Linked DNA regions of Mus musculus: region 1 is linked to region 2. Evidence: chromatin contacts called from public Hi-C data. All regions are on one chromosome and are shown on one strand. The core of a region is the stretch at or near the end of the contact, and the rest is flanking DNA. Distances in the headings are between cores, read along the strand shown. Region 1 has its middle 25 kb from the start of Gm31342. Region 2 overlaps Ccn4 (cellular communication network factor 4).

Region 1 (6,513 bases), core at 3,909-6,408, 150 kb before region 2:
ATCTCATTAAAAGTATAATTATTCCTTGAATCTCATTAGCATAGTATTAGCTAAATCTGCCTTCCCCAGGCATGGACTCTTAGTCAAAAGATTGACAGCCCAAGCTGCATAAATTCTTATGTTTGCATAGTTTGGAATGTTCCAAATTCACCAAAGACCAAAGACAGATTCCATTTTTTCTTTCCTTCTTTCTTCTTCTTCTTCTTCTTCTTCTTCTTCTTCTTCTTCTTCTTCTTCTTCTTCTTCTTCTTCTTCTTCTCCTCCTCCTCCTCCTCCTCCTCCTCCTCCTCCTCCTCCTCCTCCTCCTCCTCCTCCTCCTCCTCCTCCTCTTCTTCTTCTTCTTCTTCTTCTTCTTCTTCTTCTTCTTCTTCTTCTTCTTCTTCTTCTTCTTCTTCTTCTTCTTCTTTAACCAAAAGGATATAGCTTTCTGTTAACGGTCTTCCAATGCTAGTGAACAATGTGTCAGGGACAGGGTGGGAGGTGGAGATTCTGAATGTCACAGTCACTTGGGGTCTCATCCCAGAGAACGCCCCCATCCCTCTTTTGGCCTTGTTCTCCATAAACAAAAGGAGGAGACATGGAGAATCATACCCAAGGCCTCACCCAAAAGTGGCAGGCTTCCTCTTATTGACCAAAGCATCTCTCACAGCCCTGGAGAGCCAGAGAGAAACAGAAGTGATGTCATTAAAGCAGCCCAAGGATGGATTGCAATAGTGACCCGGTTGTCAGTCACCCTGCATCTGGACTCTTAGAAGTGCAGTTTTATAGCTGATGATCAAGAGATGGAATGTCGTCCCCATGCCTGGAGCCTTGGTAGCTCCTGATGCGTGTGAGGCCAAAAGAATCTGCAGGGTGAGGCTGTCAAGCTGGAAACAGAGAGCTTTGAGACCTTGAACTTCTCAGTGTCCACTTGTTTCTCCAGAGCCTGCCCAACATTGTCATGGCTGGTTTTGTGTGTCAACTGGACACAAGCTGGAGTTATCACAGAGAAAGGAGACTCCATTGAGGAAATGCCTCCATGAGATCCAGCTGTAAGGCATTTTCTCAATTAGTGATCAAGGACGGAGGGCCTAGCCCATTGTGGGTGGTGCCGTCCCTGGGCTAGTAGTCTTGGGTTCTATAAGAAAGCAAACTGAGCAAGTCTGGGGAAGCAAGCCAGTAAGCAGCATTCCTCCATGGCTTCTGCATCCACTCCTACCTCCAGGTTCCTACCCTGTGTGAGTTCCTGTCCTGACTTCCTTTGGTGATGAACAACAATGTGGAAGTGTAAACTATATAAATCCTTCCTCCTCAACTTGCTTCTTGGACATAATGTTTTGTGCAGGAATAGAAACCCTGACTAAGACAAACATGAAGCCTGGGCTAGTCTACTGGAGAAAAGGGAGAGGTGAGCCAGTCATCTTGACACCTCTAACTGCTGAATGCCATGAGCACATTCAGTCAGAAACATAGACAACCATGGTTGGGTCTTTCCACAAGGTCAGAATTTGTTGAATAACAATAAGATACACTAATAGAAGGTTCAGCAGTTTTCAATATTAGTTATGCTTCATTGCTGTGATAAAACACCATGATTAAAAGAAACTTATGAAATAAAGAATATATTTTGGTTTATGGTACCAGAGAGAGGGTCCATAATTGAGGGAGAAATGAATGGCAACAGGCAGCTTAATAAGGAAGCTAAGAGACTGAGTCTTCAGTCACATACAGGAAGCAGAGAAAGTAAACTAGAACTTAGACAGGGCTACAAATGCCCCATGTTTGCCCACAGTGACATGCTTCCCCACATAGCACCACCAACCATGATCTGTGAACCTATAGGGGACATTTGTCATTCAAAGCACCACAGCTGTATTTTTCCACAGTGCCCAAATCTATTGAATAATAGTAAATTTACAAGGTACTGAAGTTTCAATGGCAGCAGTTTGCTAGATAACCCCACTTATCTTGGTGATCTGGCCAACGTGAATGCAGCTTCTTTATTTCCAATCTTAATTACTAATATTAACTATCATATCACCTGTCAAATATTGCACAATAAATCTCTCATATATACATAATGTACGGATATAAATATGCATACTTGTGATTTGCCAAGTTTTAAGATTTATAGCACCTCAGAATAAAAATGTTAATAGGATCTATACTGTCAGATGAGGTGCCTAAGTCTAGCACTGAAAGAGACCTCTACGGAGGCCCAGATGAGTTAGCCATGGAAAGCAGGCACTCAGGTAGCCTGAGTCAGTAGCAGGACCCAAGCTGAAGCTCCAAGAACGGACAGGTGTCCTTTGTCAGTCCTTGATACACACCAGGTATCAGGTACGGCACATGTGCTGTTGGCTGTCTACCATTTTATGAGGTCAAGGCAAGGCAGTTCCACTTTCTTTGGTCTAGTGTGTCTGATAAGTTCTCAGCCCTGGTTTCCCTCTGGGGGTTTTATTATGCCCACATGTCCTTACTCTCTCATTTTAAACTGATAAATGTATAGAGGGCCCCCATTCTACTCTCAGGAATAAGTTATTCATCAGTCTGTGAAGCTCAGATATTTCTGGGCCTGTTTGTGTCATGCCCCCAGGGGATTCAGTCTTCAGCCTTCTTCCAAATGGAGTCAAAAGTTGCTTCTAAGTTGGAGTCTCCTAAGGCCTCCCAAAGCCTGAATATCCACTGTTTATACAATATGGAGTAACTTAGAGTAGGGTACAGCCTGCACCCAGCAAATAAGACTCTTCAAAACCTCCTACTGATGTAGCAGAAAACTTAACCAAGATCAGCCAAGCCTGACATGATGTTGTTGTCTACAACTACTCACTGACCTATGGACTTATGGATGATGTCCAAAGTCTACAGCCTTAGGCCACTGGGATTTGGAGTGGTTCATACCACACAAACAACACATACTATGAACCTTGGAGAAAATATGGAGCTAGGAAACTATTTTCTGAATAAATACAAGGTAGCAATAGCTTCTTGTTTTCCTTCTTTCTAAGTCAGGATGAGTACCTGAAACTGGGAATTCAGTCCAAGCTTTAACACATTCCTGAACTGAAGGTGAGAAAGTCTAACCCAAAGACCTAGATTTCATTCTGACACCACACACTCAAACAGGCTCTGAGCTCACTCTCTCCCACTTGGTGTCTCAGTTTTCCAGGATGAAAAATGGGGATCATATTCAAGGTTCCATGATGGTTTGGTCACCCCCGCAGGTGGTATCTTCCAAATTTTTCCCTATGGGCTGGCATCCCCCTAGAGGAGAGACCATTGTTAGATAAGGTCTTCTATTGACCCCAAGAACAACCAGCTTGCACTAGAAATCATGTCCCGACCCCAGGAATTGGCACCGTGCTCCCTGCAAATTAACACAGGAGGAGGAGTTTTCTGCTTCATGTGCTTTATCTGTCAATTGTGGCCTCACAGCCAACCAGATTTCATTAAGAGTCAAGCAAGCCATGGAGTCAGGCCTGGGTCTGTGTCCTCAGGATGTAGTGGTGGTCACAGGGTTCCAAGGTTTCCCGGTCCTTTAGAATACTTCAGAAAATAGGGGAGACTAAACTTGAAGTTAAGATTACATCCCTGGGCTGGGAAGATGACTAAGTCTTTGCTTGCTGTGCAGCCACAAAGAGCTGCGATTGATCCCCAATACTTGTCAACTCGAGGCATGGCAGTGTACACCTGTTACCCTAGCACTAGTGAAGTGGAGATAACAGGATCCTGGGACGTTCTGACCAAGCAGTTTAGCTGAATTCAGATCTCTGGATTCTCTCCCAAAAGTAAGATGGGAGATTCTCTCCCAAAAGGTAAGGTAGAAAGCAATTGAAGAAGGCAGATGATGATAACTTCTCGGCTCCACAGATGTATACTACACACACACACACACACACACACACACACACACACACACACAAACTCCTATACACACACTGTATATGCACACACATGCACATGGACACTACACATATATGCATATTACACATGTGCACATACAGACACACACACACCACACACCCTTGCTCTGAGCTTGTGTCCATCCTTCTCAGTTCAGTTGTGGCATTATTCAGTTCCAAATTTCCATTTGTTTCTTCCCTGTATATTCTATCTTGTTATAAAATGGCTTTCTTGAAAGGGTCTCTATTGTTTTGTTTGCAATTGCTTGTCGAAAAAAAATTTTTTTTTTTTTTTTTTTTTTTGGTTTTCAAGACAGGGCTTCTCTGTTTAGTCCTGGCTGTCCTGTACCTCACTTTGTAGATGAGACTGGCCTTGAACTCAAAAATCTGCCTGTCTCTGCCTCCCAAGTGCTAGGATCAAAGGTGTGCGCCACCACCGCTCTGTCTTTGTGTGTGCGTGTTCATGTGTGGGAGTAAAGAGGCATTATGTGCCACATAGCATGAATGTCACGACAGAGAGATCGGAGAAAATCTTGGGTGTTAGTCCTTGCCTTCTATCTTGTTTGAGACAGGATTTTATTGTTGTTGTTGTTGTTGCTGCTACTGCGGCTGCTGCTGCTGTTGTTGCGCAATGTTGTGTACACTGGCTTATCTGACTCACAAGCTTGCTAGAATTCTCCTATCTCTATCTCTCATCTTGATAATGGGATGATGGAATAAGACACGTGGTACCAAAGCCCAACTTTACACGAATCCCAGGGATCTGAACACAGATCCCCACTCTAACATAGTGAGCGCTTTATCCACCGAGCTATCTCCAAAGCCCTGTTAAAGCATTTTTTTTTTCTTTCTGGCATTGCTGTTTTGTGCAACCTGTGCCAGAACAATCTGGTGCCTCTGCTGCTGGCAACAGCATGTGTTGATTATCTGTTATTGATTAGTGTGAAAGCTTCCTGGATGTTGATGAGTGGCTAAGGAAGAAAAAAAAAAAAAAAAAAACCCTGAGCATTTTCATACTGTTAGACTCTTGATGACATTTAAAACTTCTGGGTTGATTGACATTTCCTGCTTTTCATTTAGTGAGGGATGGAAATATCTCATTAATGCTTGATAGGGGTTGGAATTCAGATTGGACCCATGGCCTCCAGCACAGAGATACCATGGGTCTCCCTCTTGTTTATAAACTTTTCCACCTCATCACACTCCCTGGGAGAGAGGACAATGGTTTTTCCAGTTTGGAACTGGAAACTAGGGTCAGGAGAGCTGTGCTACCTGCTCAAGCGTGAAGCACTGATGTCACATGACGGGGCTAGAACTGTGTCAGTGTGACTCAGGGTGTGGACTCTGAACCGTTTTTGTTTTTTGGGTTTTTTTTTTTTTTGCTCTGCAGCTTCTTCCTGGCAGTCATTACCATACTTCTTCTACCTCTGAGTCCCATGACCTAGGTGCTCAGTGGGAGTAATAGGCTACATTTCACGTCACTGGGGATGCAGACAGTGAGTCTGAGCAGCTCATACTCTTGTGGCAAAAGAGATAGTCCTAGCCACCATTCAGAGTCAGGACCAGATGTGAATGTATGCTCGCTCAGTGTACCTGGTCCTGAACAAGTCATTCTATCCCGCTTAGCCTCAGTTTACCTATCCAAAAGCTGAAGTTACTAAAACATCTGAGTATTAGTAAGATAATATATACTGACCCTTGGTGGGGAGGGGTACCCTATACCCTCAGCATATCTTTTTCCATATCTGTTGGCATAAAGCTATGTTAAGTTTGAGGACAAAGAGGTCACTGAGAGATAGAGAAATGATGGCTCACCAGAGAGCTGGGTCACAGTGTAGCCAGAGGAAGTTTGGGGTTAGAGCAGAGAAAGGTGTGGCCAGTGGCCATAGAATGGACACAGATACCATAGACAAAATAGGGGCAGGGAAAGTCTTGGGGTGTTCTTCTAGCTCTTTGGATATCACAGTACCCACACTCCCCAGTACTGTTTCTAAATTCAGTATAAAAGACTTTGAAGTCTTGAGGGGAGACTCTTATAGGAATGGAAGGGATTTGGGCTCACCATTCTGGGACACAGAGGGAGCTACAGTTCTGACAATGGCAGCTTTGCATTTCCTGAACTCACAAAATGCTGTGATTATACCTAGGTAAGTATTGGGCTTGATGTCATTGCAAGATAAAGATTGCTATTGGGACTGGCTGTGTAGGCTACCAAGACAGAGGTAGACTCCATGAACAACTTGAGTAGCCACTTCACAGCTGGCCAATGTTCATAACAGGACAGCGAAGACTGTTGACTCAAGGCAGCAGCTTCTATGGAATATTCCAAAACCTATATCTTTATATGTGGTTAAGATTTGTGATTGGACAAATGACCGTCATGACTTGCATCTATGGAAGACAAATAATTGGGAAGATTAAACAGGGACTATGCATACTTAAAGCCATCTGGGGGTTGAAGAGACTGTTCAGTCACTAAGAGTGAGTACTGCTTTTATAGAGGACTGGAATTCAGTTCCCAAGCACTTATGTCAGGTGGCTCACAGCCATCTGTATCTCCAATTCCAGGGAGATCTCACACATCTGGATTACACAGACACATTACACTCACACATGTGCACTCATACATCAT
Region 2 (7,074 bases), core at 2,767-5,266:
CAGAGAGAGACACAGAGATGGATAGACAAAGAGATAAAGAAAGACAGAAGAGAATGAGAGCAAGGGCAGACAACGTAATCAAAACATTGGGGAAGGAAGAGAGGAAAAACACACCAGGCAGACGAGGAATCTATTTCAGGTAACAGAAATACAGTCCCTGGAACTTGCAGGTATGCTGCAAACATTGCTGGTGAGTGAATTTGGGAGTGAATTTGAGATAGGGAGGGCACCCACACATAGAAAGGAGACAGCAATGGAGGCATCCAAGGACAGAAGCAGACAGTCTGGGATGAGCTGGCTGGGAGCCTGTAGCAGGCATGGAGGGAGGGATTTGCCAGGGAGGATGAGAGGATAAAGGGCTTTGGTTTCTGGGTCTCCTCCATAAGGCTCCAGGGCCTCCGCCTGGGATGGCTAAGAACTGGGTCACTGGGTCACACACAATGGGCAGGCAGCCTCTGCCTCCCTCCACCACCCAGGGACTATTGTGCTATACTGAAGGCAGGTTTAGTGGGAAGAGCAGTCACGCTTCCCTGAGCTACCAGGGACCAAACCTTCCCTGCTACTGGCTTTCATCTCTACCACATTGTTTCTCCATGTGGAAGATTTTGTCCCCTAAGTCACATTTGTTAAGGTCTGGAGTTGTTTCAGATGGTCACAACTTGAGGATGTGTTGCTGTCATCTAAAAGGGCTGGCTAGGGATACTGCCAAGCCTGGAATGGCCCTTTCCTCAAAAATAAAATAAAATAAAATAAAATAAAACAAAAATCTTCTAATCCTTAGTGCTGCTGGCACCAAGGCCAAGAACACAGCTCTGCGCAGGCTCTGAGCAAACCCACACACTTTAAAAAACATTTTAAAAACATTAGCACCCCAAATCCCAGTGGTAAGCAGTCTTCTGTCCTTTGGCGTCACCTGACTCATTTTCCTCTAGCAGTGTCTGGATTCTGTGGCCACTGTGGCAGATTCTCTTGGATTCTCCTCATTTCCCCAGACTCTGTTTCTTCATAGTCCCTGGCCTCCTTTTCCCTTGTCTACTCCTCAAAAGTCATGCTCCCTAGACCTCTACTCCTCCGTCTCACTGTGTGTGCTACTCCCAGGACATATTAAAGACCAGCAGCTGCTCTCAGCAGAGCTCTCTTCCTGTGGGACTCCTTCTGTGAGGTTGCCCTGACTGGACATTTCTCCCTCTGAGCGCTCCTCAAACTCAGCCTGCTCATACCTGCTCATATCCTCTCCCTAAACGTGTTCCTTTGTTGTATTCTCTCCTGGGCAGTGGCCAGCCCCAGGAGCCACCCTGATTCCTCCCACCATGCCACACGCAGCACAGGTGCCAGGCCTTGAGGTGTTCTCCAGCACTGCTTCTTGTCCTTATCCTCTCTTCCCTGTTGTCCCCTCTGCCCTAGTTCAAAAGCCTAACTATGCATAAATATCCACCATCATCCAATCAGACACCATCTGTGCATATTTATCCTTTATCTACCCATATGTCACCTATCCATCCATTGTAATTATCTATCATCTATCTATGTATCTACCTATGTATGTATATTTGTATGTATGTATGTATGTATGTATGAATCTTATTCCACATATCTGTTTTCATCTAGTCTATAACCATTTCATCTCCATGCATGCCTTCATATACCCATTGATTTAGCTATCATCCATCCATCCATCCATCCACCCACCCACTCATTCATCTTATATCCAGTTATCCATCTATTTCACTCCCCTTCTCCCACCACTTCTCCTCTAAGCATCTATCCATATATCTATATATTGCTGATGTAGCATACACCCATCATCTATCTGTGATCTATTCATTCATCTATCTAGCCACCTAGAGCCAAAAACCTATCTGGCTACCTCTGCAAATACCAGCTGGATATTTTCCAAATATCTTGGAGCAAGTGCACCTGTGAATAAATGGTGAATAAATCACATCCCTGTCTTCCCTCACAGGGCTTCTTCTTCTTAGACTCACCTAGATAAATTTTCATCTGCTCACATGACCATAGCAGTAGAACCCTTGAGTTATCTGGAAAGTTCATCTACTCCTTCCAAGGCACTGCCACCTGCTCCTCTTTCTAGGTCCCTACCCACTCCCTGGGATACTTTAATAAGATAATAGAGGACTGAAAATGTCATGCCAGGCTTTTAAGTTAGGAGAAGCCCCCCCCCCCCAAGGTAGGCAGGAAAGATGGTGTCATTTGGATTTTATAGATGGAAAATTTGGGTTCCAGACAACATATCCATAAGGCCATATAACTGGTGAGTTGTGGAGAGAGTAATGGCCTGGGGACTTGATTTATGAAGAGAACATTTGGAATTTAGGAGCTCTATTATATTCAGGGATTTCACTTGCCCCTGCCCACACTTACCAAAGGCTCTGGTGTCCAACAGTGCAGTCTGGCGTGGTCTCCTTGCGTCATCATCACACACCCACTGCTCACAGCACTGGCCAGGGACTCTCACGTGCCGGGGCTGGCGGCACCAGAGGCGTGGGGGCCTGGGGCTTAGGCACAGCGGTGTGCAGCCCACCGTGCCATCAATGCAGGTACAGTTGTACCTGCAGTTGGGTTGGAAGGACTCGCCATTGGTGTAGCGTACGCCATCCAGGACACAGCCCACACCGACCACCTCTGCAAACACAGGTAGCAGACATGTCAGGCCAGGAGGTATGGGCTCTGTGCCAAGCTACTTCTGTGCAGTTTCCCTCTGCCTAAGATGCCATGCCAAGAAATCGCTCATATGAGAAAAGAGGGCCTGGTCCACATATCATCTGGCTGCACCCCAAGGACAAAGAGAGAGTCATGTGAAGAGATGGGGTGCAACAGGGAGAAAGGGAGAGAGGGTACTGTGAAGGTGCCCATGACATCAGGGGACAGCCATTGATGACCATGCTGAATGTTGGGTGGAAGGGTCAAGCACCTTAGTGCTAGAGCTCAGATATCTTTATTCCTACAGTGTTGCCAACACTGGTACTGGTGCATGCCTGTCTGAAGGAGGAAGGCATACACAGGAACCAGAACCCAGGAACGAAGTGGGCTGCCTTCTTCAGTACTGACTGTGGAGCCGGAGACCCAGTGCTGAACAGAATAACAATGGACTGGTCCTTGAAGTTCTCACAATATAGTGGGAAGATGGTTCAGTGGTTGTAGGAGTGATTGTTGATGGTGACAGCCACTGTGATAAGTGTTGGGAGATAAGGGAACAGGGTATTGGGTGTACACGTGGCTATAGACTGAGAGCAAGTGGGTAAGGAAGATCCTATGGATGTGAGAGGGCTTCCTTCAGCAAAGACCAGAAAGAGAGGAAGCCAGCCCAGGAGCTGATGACATTCTTGCTGCTAGGGAGGACATCTATTAGAGGTGTAAGAGCCTGGTGATGGAGTAACCTTGGGAGGTTGGGGTGGAAGAGAGACAGGAAGAGAGAAAGAAATAGGTGTGTTGGAGAAGACCAGATATAGCTTCCTTCTGTCTTAGAGGAAGTGGAACTGTCAGTTTCTATAATTCTTCCTGGCACAAGTAGGTGTTCAATAAGTAACTTGAATGAATGAGATGAATTATATACTTCACAAGAAAACTTGTGGTACTAAGTACACAATAGGCCGGAGAAGGCTACAGGATGGCATCACAGTGACCCAAGCAGAGATTGGGTCAAACCAAAGCAATGAGGAAGCTCAGCTTCCAGACACATTGGCAAAGACTCTTAGGAGTCAAGGAAGACTTTCAGCACTCTGTACTCAGTCTGAAATAATGAGATCTTCCATCATCTCTGGAGGACCTGAGACTGGGGCCAGTCTTCATTAGACATAAGATATAACTGTGTAGTTGGTTATGCAAGCTGGCCTTTTGTGGCTTGGCAAACCACTGGGTCAGACTCTAACCTTGGTGCTATGTGTTCCTTGGGAATAGCATCTGGAACTGTAGGCAAGGGGTCCTGGGACAAGAATGCCCACAGAGAAGGGACAGTTAAGAGCCTGCTGATTGCAGTAACTCTGTCGCGTCTCTGGGATTGGTGGGAGTGGTGGCTGGCAGTAAGCATCAGAGTTCCTGGCAGGAGCAATGACTTCTGTGTTTCCTGGCACATTTTGTTTTGTTAGGAAACACTTTGTTGTTTCCATTGTTATGTATAACAAGACAGTCTCAGCAAGGTGACATTGGTGCAATCTGGCCAAGGAGCAGTATGCCCAAGTATGTACGTCTATCTCTCCATTGCTACCATTCTCCGAATAGCCAGGAAGCAGGTGCTGGCACACGCTGACACAGCTTCTGGTCCATGACCTCACTCAGGTCTCCAGTGATGACTTCATCAGGAGAGCTTTGTTTACTTCACAGGGACAGGAGAGGGCTGGGAAAGGAAGGGATTCATTGGCTCAAAGAGCTGGTGAATGACAGAGTGGAAACAGCAAACCCAAGTCCTTCTTTTTACCTGACATCAGAAGAGGAGGGAGATGAGAGGAGAGGAAGGGGGATGATCAGGAAGAGAAAACAGAAAGCAGGATGTGAGGAGGCCCTTGAGCTTTGCCTCCTCAGTCACCCTGCCACTCTCTCAGATGCCAGGAAGGTGTGTATGTGCATATGTGTACATGTGAATGTGCACTTGCTAGTTTGTATATGTATTTGTTTACAAGACCATGTATGTATATGTTGTGTAAACAGATACGTGCATGACTGTATGAATCTCTCTCTCTCTCTCTCTCTCTCTCTCTCTCTCTCTCTCTCTCTCTCTCTCTCTCTCTGTGTGTGTGTGTGTGTGTATTGGTGGTGAGAAAGCTGAAGTTTATGTTTTGCCCTCATGTGTAAAGACACCATTCCTGGGCTCTGGAGTCAATGACAAAGCAATCTATCTTTCCTTTCATCAGCTTACAGGAACTCACAGAACAACCTGTAAAAATGCTAATACCCAGGCTACATAACATGAGGTAGGCCTAGATGCTGGGCCACTGCTTTCCTCAGTGTTGGTCTTCTTTAATGCCTTCTAGTGTGAGTCTAGTGTGCATCCAAAGTCAAGTACTATTGTGCCTAGGAAATGGCATCTCTGTAGACTGGTTAATGGGGACGCACGGGCAGCTGATAAAACTGTCCCACATAGACCAAGGGGAGATCAGGGCTGTGATGAGCATGCATTATCCATCAGCAGAAGAAGGCCCCTCTTTGTGCACATATAGCCTTTCCACTTTCCCAGGGAGACTGGTCATGGGTGAGGGGAAGCAGCCAGCGCCTCTCTAATCTCTCTTGAAAGTTCAGATGAGATCTGGCTAGGCTTCTTAGAGCTAAAAGATTTGCAGCCACCATGCCCCTTTACTGGGACCTTCATGCCCCTCACCATCTTTGGCCTTGTTGGAGTAGGAATGTGGCTTGGTCCTATACCCTCATCTTCACATTGTTCTGAGTTAGTAGGCAGATGGGTGGATAGAGGCACACACATGCCAGGACCGCTGGCCTCCACTAAGTTCCTACTGTATCTAAGCATGTGACAACCTGAATTCCCACAGGGGTCTCCACTCTTCATCACCTTGTCCTTACTGAGGACTATGAGGTTTAAAAGGATTAGACTCCAACTTGAGTTTTTTAATCCCAAGTACCATGCTATATTTTCCTTTTCCCCCTTTAGCAACACGCAGGGTACGGAGGTCCCGGAATGAGACCTCCTCACTATGGAGGAGGATAGCAGTGGACAGAGCAGAGATGACCCATGGTGCAAGCAAAAGCCAGTTACCATCCCCCTGCTTACCTCTCCCTGCTCAAGGCTGATTTAGTGAAGATCCTCAGGTGTGTGACCCAAGGCCAGCTGTAGCAAGAAGCAGAGCAGTGATTGAAACCCCAAGCCCATCAGCCTGTAAACACTATGTTTCCTTTGCCAGACCTTTTTGCCCTGGTGCCTGTTCAAGCTCTGTTAGGGCAGTGTTTGGGCAACTGAAATAGTGGAACCTTTTGAAGTAGAGGGCACTGGGCCCATCCCTGTGTTTAGGTTGGCCTGGACACCCTTTTAAAAAGTTTCTCTGAATGTAGCTCTAGTGTTTACCAATCATACGCAAGCCTAGTTTCCTCCTGACAGCTGAGCAGACGAGGCAAGACTAGACTCACTGTTCTGCTTGGCTTCGGTGGCCCAGGATGGTGACCATGGACAGCCAAAGCTGGCATTTACTGGCTTGCCGATGGCTCTTCTGTGCTCCCTGGGCCCTGGGTGGCAGCAGCTGATGGCTTGTTTTTCACTTGCCTTGTCTTGGCCTAATTCTCTGTAGACAGGTTTAGCTCATCCTGGGGTCCATCCACTAGCTAAGCCGATCACGTGCTGACAGGCTGTGTGCACGAGACGCTCTGTTTTCTTGGGTCTCACAGCCGCTCTGCACTTCCATGACTTGCTTTGTTTTTTGTATTTGGCCCTCATGAATTCTGACATGACATATTTCTGGGGGAATGCTTAGGGGACTCGAGTGAATTTTGTATATATGTGCATATGTTTACATATGATACATATGATACACACACACAAACCCACCTCTCTCTCTCTCTCTCTCTCTGCCTCTCTGTCTCTCTCTCTGTCTCTCTCTCTGTCTCTCTCCCTCTCTCTCTCTCTCTCTCTCTCTCTCTCATGTATGTGTGTACATAACGCACCTGATGTGTGTCTGTGTGAGTGCTGTGGTGAGTCTCATGGGTAAGACTATACCTGGATGAAAGAGTAAAGTGTTAGACTTAGAAATGAAAATGGCTCTGTGGAGGAACCTTTTGGAACTTAACAATGGGCTGGAATATTTCAAGCCCCTGTAACTCCTGTTTTACTCTATTTATTTCAAGGTCTGTAAACCCACATATCCAGGGAACTCATGCCAAATGCCTAAACCTACTGAATTCTTCCCTGAGATTATTGATGTTTTATTTATTTTTCCTAAATAAATGGAAAGGAAAATTTCCTGGTGGCAGGGAGCTAAGGGACGAGAGTGGTTTGCCGTGAGATCTGCATTTGGAAACTGTGAGGGTGAGGTGGGTATGGGTGGTGAGCAGGAAAGAAAATCTCTGGATCCATGACACAATGTCTATGGCATGTAAGATCCCATTATGGCTTTG

What was found. Hi-C and Micro-C count contacts between places; a contact is called where the count stands out from the background.
Region 1: a contact with region 2 is called in a Hi-C map of liver, with 2.8 times the contacts expected there. A contact is called at or near these places in 4 of 39 promoter capture datasets (the C10 cell line, the HPC-7 cell line, embryonic stem cells and 1 more), 5 of 484 Hi-C or Micro-C datasets (bone marrow-derived macrophages, embryonic fibroblasts, embryonic stem cells and 2 more), 6 of 130 datasets of targeted methods (embryonic fibroblasts, embryonic stem cells, extraembryonic endoderm stem cells and 3 more) and 4 of 9 other capture datasets (adipose tissue, embryonic stem cells, liver and 1 more).

Annotation. Positions count from the first base shown.
Region 1 is chr15:67,061,311-67,067,823 of GRCm38.p6, reverse strand. No RefSeq gene overlaps it. Among named protein-coding and RNA genes, the nearest start is that of Gm31342, 25 kb to the right of the region's middle.
Region 2 is chr15:66,908,398-66,915,471 of GRCm38.p6, reverse strand. Ccn4 (cellular communication network factor 4) reads right to left here. Exons shown (of 5, transcript NM_018865.3): 3 at 2,383-2,643. Among named protein-coding and RNA genes, the nearest start is that of Ccn4, 21 kb to the right of the region's middle.